Regions from separate parts of the Sus scrofa genome. Here regions 2 and 3 are each linked to region 1. Evidence: chromatin contacts called from public HiChIP or PLAC-seq and promoter capture Hi-C data. All regions are on one chromosome and are shown on one strand. Each heading gives the region's core, a stretch centred on a gene start, on an enhancer-like site or on the middle of the called end of the contact. The rest is flanking DNA. Distances are from core to core; before and after follow the strand shown.

What was found. Promoter capture Hi-C pulls out the DNA fragments that hold promoters and counts their contacts. HiChIP or PLAC-seq counts read pairs in DNA pulled down with a chosen protein or histone mark.
Region 2: a contact with region 1 is called in a promoter capture Hi-C map of fetal skeletal muscle, with 4 times the contacts expected there. The contact joins the enhancer-like site here to the promoter of TANC1 in region 1. A contact is called at or near these places in 2 of 5 promoter capture datasets (fetal skeletal muscle and liver), 5 of 47 Hi-C or Micro-C datasets (alveolar macrophages, embryonic fibroblasts, fetal heart ventricle and 2 more) and 1 of 2 datasets of contacts at active chromatin or transcription factors (skeletal muscle).
Region 3: an H3K27ac HiChIP or PLAC-seq map of skeletal muscle shows a contact between it and region 1. The contact joins the enhancer-like site here to the promoter of TANC1 in region 1. A contact is called at or near these places in 2 of 5 promoter capture datasets (fetal liver and liver), 8 of 47 Hi-C or Micro-C datasets (alveolar macrophages, brain, embryonic fibroblasts and 4 more) and 1 of 2 datasets of contacts at active chromatin or transcription factors (skeletal muscle).

Annotation. Positions count from the first base shown.
Region 1 is chr15:65,918,485-65,921,502 of Sscrofa11.1, reverse strand. It overlaps TANC1 (protein TANC1), which reads right to left and starts at 1,335. Exons shown (of 26, transcript XM_021074763.1): 1 at 1,121-1,335.
Region 2 is chr15:65,986,683-65,989,878 of Sscrofa11.1, reverse strand. All of the region lies in intron 1 of TANC1 (protein TANC1), which reads right to left. Among named protein-coding and RNA genes, the nearest start is that of TANC1, 68 kb to the right of the region's middle. Within about 2 kb of position 1,613, at least 7 of the 83 cell types and tissues checked have an H3K27ac peak or open chromatin away from gene starts, as enhancers often do. A contact at or near this core is called in fetal skeletal muscle and liver, where this site is marked.
Region 3 is chr15:66,031,955-66,035,078 of Sscrofa11.1, reverse strand. All of the region lies in intron 3 of TANC1 (protein TANC1), which reads right to left. Among named protein-coding and RNA genes, the nearest start is that of TANC1, 110 kb to the right of the region's middle. Within about 2 kb of position 1,483, at least 26 of the 83 cell types and tissues checked have an H3K27ac peak or open chromatin away from gene starts, as enhancers often do. A contact at or near this core is called in liver, omental adipose tissue and skeletal muscle, where this site is marked.

The DNA of each region.
Region 1 (3,018 bases), core at 86-2,585:
TCCCCGAGTTTATTCCAGCAAGGAAGGGCGCTACCGAGACGAGTACCATCCCTCGAGGCACCGGGATCTGGGGCTGCCAAGGGTGGGCTGGAGGGAGTTGGTACGGGAAAGACTGTCACGGAGCCGGGTGACCTCCGAACCCCCGGGCGCAGCGCCGTATTTCTACCTGGCCACCGCCGCATTTCCTCCCGGAGCCTCACACAATAAGTGAAGTAAGTTTTGAGAACGCCGGTCTAGCGACGTCTCTGTCGGCAAACACCGCACACAATGCCTTAGGGCTTCCTTCCTCGCCAGCCGTTCCGGAAAGCTCCAGCGCCAAAGCCGGGAGCCCCTCACACCCACAACGTGGCGCGCCCGCACCCCAAAGTCCTGCAGGAAGAACTTGCCCCCGATATATGTTTCCCAAAAGAAGTAAGCACGCTTCACTCTCCAAGAACGGGAGGGTACATAACCTTAATACAATTCCAACTCTCCTTCAATCTCTAATCCTAATTCACCTACCCCTTCCCCCAAAAAACGTGGATATACTCATCGCAATGTTCTTGGAAGCGAAGCAATACTTTCAACTCTGCTGGGGTTTAAGTTCACGCGTCAACTTCGCGACCCGCGCTCACCTACACTCCCGGGGCGCCCTGGACCCCACGGTGGCAGGCGCACCTCTCCCCCGCCTCTCCTGCCCCAGGTACCAGGCGCAGCCAGGCCCTTGCCAAGCCCAGAGGCTACAGAGGAGGCGGGAAGGGGGGCGCGGAGACGCGCCGGGCGGGGGTGATCCCGAAACTCGAGCGTGCCGCCGCGCGTTCCCAGTGCCCCCGAACCCCAGCTCCACCCGGGGCCCGCTCGGTCCGTCGCAGTGGGGAAGCTAAAAGAAGGCACCGATTCTCCAGAGACGCCAGGACCAAGGCCCGGAGCGCCCAACATGTCCGTGCCTATCCCCGGAAAGCTCCCGGGTGTGCCCAGCGAAGGGGGGCAGGGAGGCTCCAGAAACTTTCCCACATGCCTTTCCACTCTCCCCATCACCCTCTCCTCTTCCCGGGACCCCCAGCTCCCCTCTGCACTGCAGCAGCTGGTCCTGCCCCGGACGCGCGGAGCCCGGCGGCGGCGCCAGAGCGGCGGGAGTTACCTGCAGGGAAAGTTTCCAGCTCCTCCGCGCTGCTCCCCACCCCCAGGGCCGGGCCTCGGGGCGCGGCCAGCTCTGCGCTCCGCGGCTACCTCTCCTCCGACTCCCAAGGCGGCCGCTGCTCCCGCAGCTGCCACAGCTAAGGCTGCGCTCCCGCCCGTCCCCCCTCCTCGCACAGCCCACAGCCGGGCCTCATTGGCAGCGCGAATCCCCGCCCTTGCGCGTGTTCCCGAAGGCACCTTCCTCTCGCGCGCCCGCCCGGGCCGCGCCTCCCGCGCCCCTCCCAGCCCTGGGCTGCGGCAGCTCCTGGGACCCGCTGGGGTGCGGTGCGCGAACTTTCTATAGGGTCCCCCCACCCCCGACCTTCCCCCAGTGGGGCTAGGCCCCCGATGCTTCGCTTAGGCCCCTCCAGGATTGGATCAAGATGGGTGATAATCTTTTTTTCAACCTCTACAAATCAGTGAAGTGGCCCGGCCTCCCCCCTCCTTGCTGCTTTTTGAAAGCAGCGGAGGAGGACATATGGGAGCAATTAACCAAGCTGAAATTTTGGTGGATGCTTTAGGGTGACTTGTGTGGCTTTCTTGAATTTTCTCTGCCTCACTTAACTACACACCACACACACGTGCGCGCGCGCGCTCAAACATTCACTTTCTGGAGCAAGATTGAGTTCAGGCAGATGGAAGGTGTAAGGGGCATCTCGCCTGCTGTGTCTTTTTCTTTCCCAAATGCGAATTAGGGACTTTCAGGAGCCCGTGATTGCCTCCTGCGCCCCTGGGACCAGGTCCCAGAGCCTCCAATCGCTCTGGGGTGGCCCTGTGTTGTTCTGTGCTGTATTTACGCAGGGCCAACATCGTGCTTGTATCGGCGGGAGGAGGGAGGTATGGAGGTAGGAGAAACACAAAGATGCTATTATTGTTTCGGTTGGCAGCAGTAAATTAAATTACCAAGTTTCTAAAATGTATTGTTATACCCTAGCAGAGGAAAACCAGGATAGGGCCCAAAGATTCTGGAGTCCCCCCAAGATCCCAGGCAAGCAATTCAGGCTGGGGGGCTCGGCCCAGTCCACACCCGAAGCCCTTTAAATCAGCCTTGGTCACGGAGGGATCAGCTAAGACTGTTGCTGCCTTGCATGGCCTGTGGGAATCGTGCACCGGTCACCCAGATAATGTGTCTGGAGCAGGGAATACAGAAGTTGCTATAAATGGATTTATTGGCAACCCCTAACCTTATGTGGCAAACCCGCCTTTAAAGACAACTGTGTTTTAATCAAGTTCCCCCATAAAAACTTCAACCTCACGCAGAGCTTCCCAATATAAAGATTCCTAGTAAGAGGAGAGTCCATATGTAAAGTTCCTGTGAAAAGGGACAGGAAGTAAAATGACATACAATCTCTTTACATAAATAAAAGATGACTGAAATTTGCTGGCTTTTTCACCCACAGTTTTAAAGGCTTGATTATTACTGTCCTGATATTTGAACAGTAAACATATCAGCAGCCTTGAAGTCGTCCTGAAACAAAGCAGGATATGAATATTTAAAACATAAACTTACTAAACCAGAAAAGCTATTGACTTATTTCTTCACTCTGAAATATCTCATTACTGAAAAATATGGTAATGCATTTTATTTAATTTCTCTTGAAATGAAATACAAACAAGTTACCAATCTTTCAACAATAGATTAAAAAGCAGGACAGCAGCCTTAGTAATAAAAGAATGACACAAATGAAAGAAAAAAAAACCTGTTACTCTATCTAATCTGAATTATTAAGATATAAAAGAAACAATCCTAGGAAAATAGATGTACAGTTCTCTGCCTCCAACATCTTTATAATGGATGAAATGTATAATGGATGAATTTTACAATTTATATCACTATTCTTCAGTCTTTGGTTTTTCTAA
Region 2 (3,196 bases), core at 364-2,863, 68 kb before region 1:
AGACAGGGGTCGCTGTGCTCTTATCTGAAATTTGTAAAGGAAACCATTCTCAGGCAATAAACATTTGGTTGCAGTCCATGGTCTCAAAGTGGGACTGCCACAGGGGACCATGGGAAAGGTCCCATGGGAATGGTTTTATTTTTTTTAATCCACTCCAACAGCCACAAAATGGAAGAATATCAGAGGTCCAGATGATAAAAAAGTCAAAGACAAGTTATGCTAGAAACAAAAGCCAAACATATACAGACTTTTTTGTTTCTTTTCTTTTCTTTCTTTCTTTTTTTTTTTTTAATGTTAACAAATCCGGTCTAAAAGGAAGATAGGAAAGAGAGAAGGGTGTCATTCAAGGCAGGAGCCTGTGACCTCTTAAGTGCCATGGACTGTGGCAGCAATCTAGACCCTCCAAACAGAATATTCTGCAAGATTTTGATATAGAAAATGTGATTACAAAGAAAATAAATTTAATTGAAACAGAAATCAAAACATTCAAAAAGCAAATCTGTGATAATAGTGATGTCTGCTTAACGCATAAATAACATGACACAGCAGGTCTAAGAGCGACTGCAGTTTTCTGAGCAGCGACAGGCACAACATAGTTTAAACTACCTCCTGCAACCTTATCCAAACATCTGTAACGTTTATGTGCCAAAGCCACAGGTGCTATCGACAGTGCATGGTTTATTACCCATTTTCACGACTGAAAGAAAACCCACATTTTGGTTAGAAATTAGTGAAAGTTAAAATGTAAAAATTTATCCACCCATCAGAGTTCACAGACCCTCTGCAGTGCATCCAGGAGTCAGGGGCCCTGACCTAGAGAATCAGACCCAATGGAACAATTACTCGGACTTGCCAAGAGCGCTGCAAACAGCCCAGGAGTTTCTAGAGAAAGAGTAGCTCAGTTTTATCCCACTCGTGGAACTACTGACATCCAGGAAATTAAGCAGTAATTTACTGATCATCAGGCTTGGGTATTCCACACATGCACTATTAGCAATTACATGCCAAATTCCATGATTAGTTTTCAAAGTAGTCTGTAAAAGTGCTACTTAAGAAAGTCCATCACCACCAAATCATTAACTCATTCACAAGAGCCAGCCTGGCCCTGCATGAAAGAGACCTGTGGAAATTTACAGCGTGAGACAATATACGGGAGCGGGAAAGCCAAGGTGAACATGCGAGAAAGTTATGTTTTACATTGGTTTTGTTTGTTTTCTTAGATGCTCTTCATATCCTTTTAAAAAGAATTTAAGGTCTAGCAAGTGCAGTCTTTCAATTAACTGGATCAAGCTTCCTACTGAGGCTGGTAACCCAGGCTTGGCCTCTCCTGCCTCACTGCCTCACACAGTCAGACCATTCCCCAGCTGCGTGCCCTAAATCAGGGGATGCCCTGTGAAGATAAATATAATTCAGAGTCCAAAATACACGGACTTGCATTGGGCCCTTGCCAATTTCTCATGGATCCTGGGTAACTGAGACAGTTTTTGTTTTCATGGTTAGGACCTACAACAACAGCTGCAAAAGTGTAATACTTTCTCTAGACTAATAAAATTACCTAAGTCTGGCTCACTGTTTCAGCTGTGGCAGCAGCCAAACTTCCCAGAAAGCTGCAAGCCTTGTGTAGTTTCCAGAAGAGCTGGGATGGTAGCTCTGAGCTAAACTGGAGGCCTTCAACCCCTACCCGAGAGCCAAAATAACAAAAAGAAAAACCCTAAGTTTTGAATTACAGAGTAATTCCTAGGCATGGGGATTACGAATGTCATTTTTAGGAGTCAGATAAAACTTTAATCAAACCTATAAAAAGTTAAGCTTTACACTTGAAGTTACGTGACATGCCATGTATGAACAGAGACTTTTTTTTTCCCTCTAAAACCCAGTGAAAGGTTCAATTAAAGCCCTTAATCTGGCAGTGAAACCTTTGATCATGGATTCTGTCACCACCTCTCAACACATACAGACAGTATGAAACATAACTCAGACCTAAGGAACAAAATCGGTATTGTGGAGTGGCATGGAAACCACACACACATACATATACCCATAGATCCCGCTCCTTTCAGGGAGGGGGAGGGGGTGCAGGAGGGCGGGGGAGTCACAAAAGCTACAGTCTCCAAACTGAAAAGGTTCCTTATACACAGTACATGGAGCATAGTTACAAAGTTATTTCCTAAAAATAAGTGTGTGGTCCCAAGGCCTCCTTTAAAGAGAAACAGCCCCATTAGAACCCAGTGGAAAACAGGAACACATGTTTCTTGAATGTCTTTGAATGAGAGATGGTGGATGTGAAGCCCAGCTAGATATAATGATGTTGCACAGATGTACTGAGTTGTCACAGTCTCACTGAAACATCTTTCCGGTAGAGCAAAGTTTGCAAGTCTGCCAACAAAGCTGGATATCAAATAATAAATAGCAGGTCCTTGTCTTTATGGAGTCAAACTTTCCAAGCCAGCTCCCTTCTGCCTTTTTACAAACCGAATAAAGCCTATTTTTCAATGCACTGAGAATTCATTGAAAACCACAAAGACATTCATTTCCAATTCAGACTTATGTTATGACTTCTTATCATTATCTCCTCTTATCAATTCAGTAAATCTGTAACAAATAGAAGAACTTCACGCTACAAATCCAACAAGCCATCATGAAAACAACAGCAGAGGTGGGAACGCAAACATACTTTGTGGCCCGCACTGTTATGTTTTTCAAATGATGAAGTATCTGGTTTAGTCCTCACAACAAGGAGGAGGTAGGAACTATAACTGTCTTCCCTGAGAGATAAAGAAATTGAGAGAGAAACTTAGCAGCCTACCTGAGGCCTCAGCCTCCCTCTTAACTTGGCAATGAACTTCCTCTCATGGACCAAAGAGCATTAGAAGCTTGCCTTTGTTACCAAGCCTTGGATCCCAAGATCAAATGATGGATAAGACCAGCCTCTAGTGCACACCTTGGGACCTAAAGATAGGATATGTAAAACCAAACTATCACTATGGAACTTAGAAATCATTAAACCTTCACCAAAGGGGACCCTTTCCCTAAAGAAACTTGGTACCAAAATATGGAAAAGGGAAAACTGTGATGGAAGACAAACAGCATTTCCTTCCAGGGACAGGGCAGAAGGAGAGATCTACGAGAAAACAAAATATAGACCCTTTGTGCCAGGATTTAGGGATTGTTTTGCGTAGCACAACACATGTCCAAG
Region 3 (3,124 bases), core at 234-2,733, 110 kb before region 1:
TAAGAGGGAGGGGGGAGGAGCAAGATTTACTCTGTCTTTATTTTGTACACTTTGTAATGAAGTTTGTAACAAAGTTTCTTTCTGAAATTAAGGAAATAAAGATAACAAATATCCATGTATCCACCTTCACTGAAAAGGAATTTTATGAGATAATCACATATTCTTTGTCAGTGTTTCTTGAACCTTGCTATATATTGGAATCACCTGGGAAGATTTTTTTAAAATCCCAATGCCGGAAGTTCCCATTGCAGCTCAGCGGTAATAAGCCTGACTAATATCCATGAGGATGTGGGTTTGATCCCTGGCCTTGTTCAGTGAGTTAAGGATCCAGCGTTGCCATGAGATGTGGTGTAGGTTGCAGACGCCGCTTGGATCCTGAGTTGCTGTGGCTGTGGTATAGGCCGGCAGCTGTAGCTCTGATTCAACCTCTAGCCAGGGAACTTCCACATACTGTAGGTGCAAGCCTAAAAAGCAAAAAAATAAAAATAAAATAAAATAAAATCCCAGTGCAGAGACCATACCTCATAGGCATTAAGTCAGAATCTCTGGGCATCAGTGCATGGTACAGCCAAATTGTGTGTGGGTGAACCAGGCCTCACAGGCAGGAGAATAAACAGCACTCAAAGGTTCACGGTGGAACAAACCCAATGCACACAGGTCTGTGTGTGAGCACAGAACAACCAAGTGTGTGTCCTGGTCAAAGCTGCAGGAAGCAGTAAGGCACAGGTGGCTGCCTGCTCCTTGCAGGAGGCGATCCTATAACAAGTCTGCAGGGAAAAACAAAAAGAATGTCGTCCAGTTCACCATAGCAGAAGGAACTATCCTTGCTGAAGGTCAGAGCCCCGACTGATGTTCTGCTCATCAGTGGACCTGACCACTCACCAGTGACAGCAAGGCTTAGAACTAGCTGGTTCTACAAGTAGACGTGCACTGGGATTCTGCTTCCAGGGTTTTCCTCTACTTCCCTGGAAGGAAGCCTCCAGATACATGTGTGCACAACCTTAAGTCTACAGCCTCCCCCACGCTTGCAACCAGAACACACTGCCACGTCATTTACAGCTCATATGTCAACAATGCACAGACAACAATGCAGAGTGGCAGAGGAGAACATGCTGGAGGGGTGGGGTGGCTGGACTTAGGCCAGCCTCCACCAATAACTTGCATACTGGGGCAAGCTCTGTTATGATGAGTCTCTGCTTCCCTATCTGCCCAGCGGCTCGGCTAGCTGTGCTCGAGAGGTCTTGCCAACCCTAACCTGTCTGGGATCCTCCATGACCCGCATACAGAAGAGACTGCAGCTGTAGCTAAAACTAGAAGCCAGCTGAGTGTTGTTCTGATCGTGAACTTGACCTGACTCAGCTGTGATAATTCCCCTGCTGCAGTTACAAGGAAAGAAAGAAAACGGAAATTGAGAAGCGCAGACAGAAGGGAAGTTCAAAAGAAGAGGGTTATGGAATGACTTCTCAGTCTCCTCTTGCAAATTCTCACTGGTCCACAGCCAGGCCTGATAAAGCAGCAACTGTCATTGTCCATTCAAGACCATTCCCAAAAGATGTTAACTTCAAAAGGAAGCTGCTCAAAGAACATTGGAGAAAGTACAAAAAAACAACACAGATTTACTTAAGGTGACCGGGCAGTATGTATCAAGAATCTTTAGGACTGCCCTGCGAGCCTAGCAGTTAAGGATCTGGTGTTGTCACTGCTGTGTTGTGGGTTTGATCCCTGGCTCAGGAACTTCTGCATGCTGCAGGTGTGGCCAAAACAAAGAATATTTTAAAATGCAGTGATTTAGCTCAATACTTACATTTCTGGGAAACTGTCACTCTTGAGAGATCAGATATGTGTAAAAATTACTGAACAAAAATATTCAAATTGGGAGCTCTGGAGACTGGGTGCACAATAGTGTGTGTACTTAACTGAACTGTACACTTAAAAATGGTTAAGATGGGAGTTCCCGTCGTGGCGCAGTGGTTAACGAATCCGACTAGGAACCATGAGGTTGAGGGTTTGGTCCCTGCCCTTGCTCAGTGGGTTAACGATCCGGCGTTGCCGTGAGCTGTGGTGTAGGTTGCAGACGCGGCTTGGATCCCGTGTTGCTGTGGCTCTGGCGTAGGCTGGTGGCTACAGCTCCGACTCAACCCCTAGCCTGGGAACCTCCATATGCCGCGGGAGCGGCCCAAGAAATAGCAACAACAACAACAACAAAAGGCAAAAGACAAAAAAAAAAAAAAAAAAAAAAGGTTAAGATGGCAAATTTTGCTGTGTTTTATCACAAGCAAAATTAAAAATTCATAGGCATTTAATAGCAAAAACAAAACAGCTTGGTTTGTACTACAATTTAAAAAAAACTAAAAATAGTTATAAATAAAACAGTCAGAAGTTAAAAATCAATTATGGAATACTGAAACAATGGACATTAAATATCAAGTTCCTCAAGCAAACTGGAACTTGCTCATGATATAATATTCAGTGAAAAATGGCAGACCACATGTGTGGTCTCAGGTTTAGGAGGAATAGATTTAAAAAAAAACAAAACTAGAAAATCAAAACACTAAGAGTAGTACTGTCTCTGTGTCAGGATTTCCACATTTTCTACAAGAAACATCCCTAGCGGGGGAAGGGAAAGAGGGCCTTGGTGACATTAACTCATGGTCTAAGAATCAAAGGGCAGAATGACTTTCACTTTACAGCCCATCAGCTTTGAGGTTTTTCCCTTAAAGAAACAGCCGGAGGGGTTTTCAAAACCACTACATCAGCTCTATCAACGGAGACACAACTGGAAACAGCAGAGGTACAAATACAGTAGTTCCCTCTGTGTTTCAAGACCCCTGGTGCATGCCTGAAACCACCGATAGTACTGAACTCTCTACGTACTATGTTTTTTCCTATACATACATACCTATGATAAAGTTTAATTTATAACCTAGGTGTAGTAAGAGATTAACAACAATAACTAATAATAAAATAGAATGGGTCTCTCTCTCAAAGTATCTTTCTGCACAAATTTAATGTCTTTTCCATCTTAACTAAGCATTTCTCACACATCCTGGCCATAACTTTTGTTGTCTGAAGTATGTCAGGAAAGCTAGCACAAATTTATTCTTCCTTCTTCACAATTTCATGG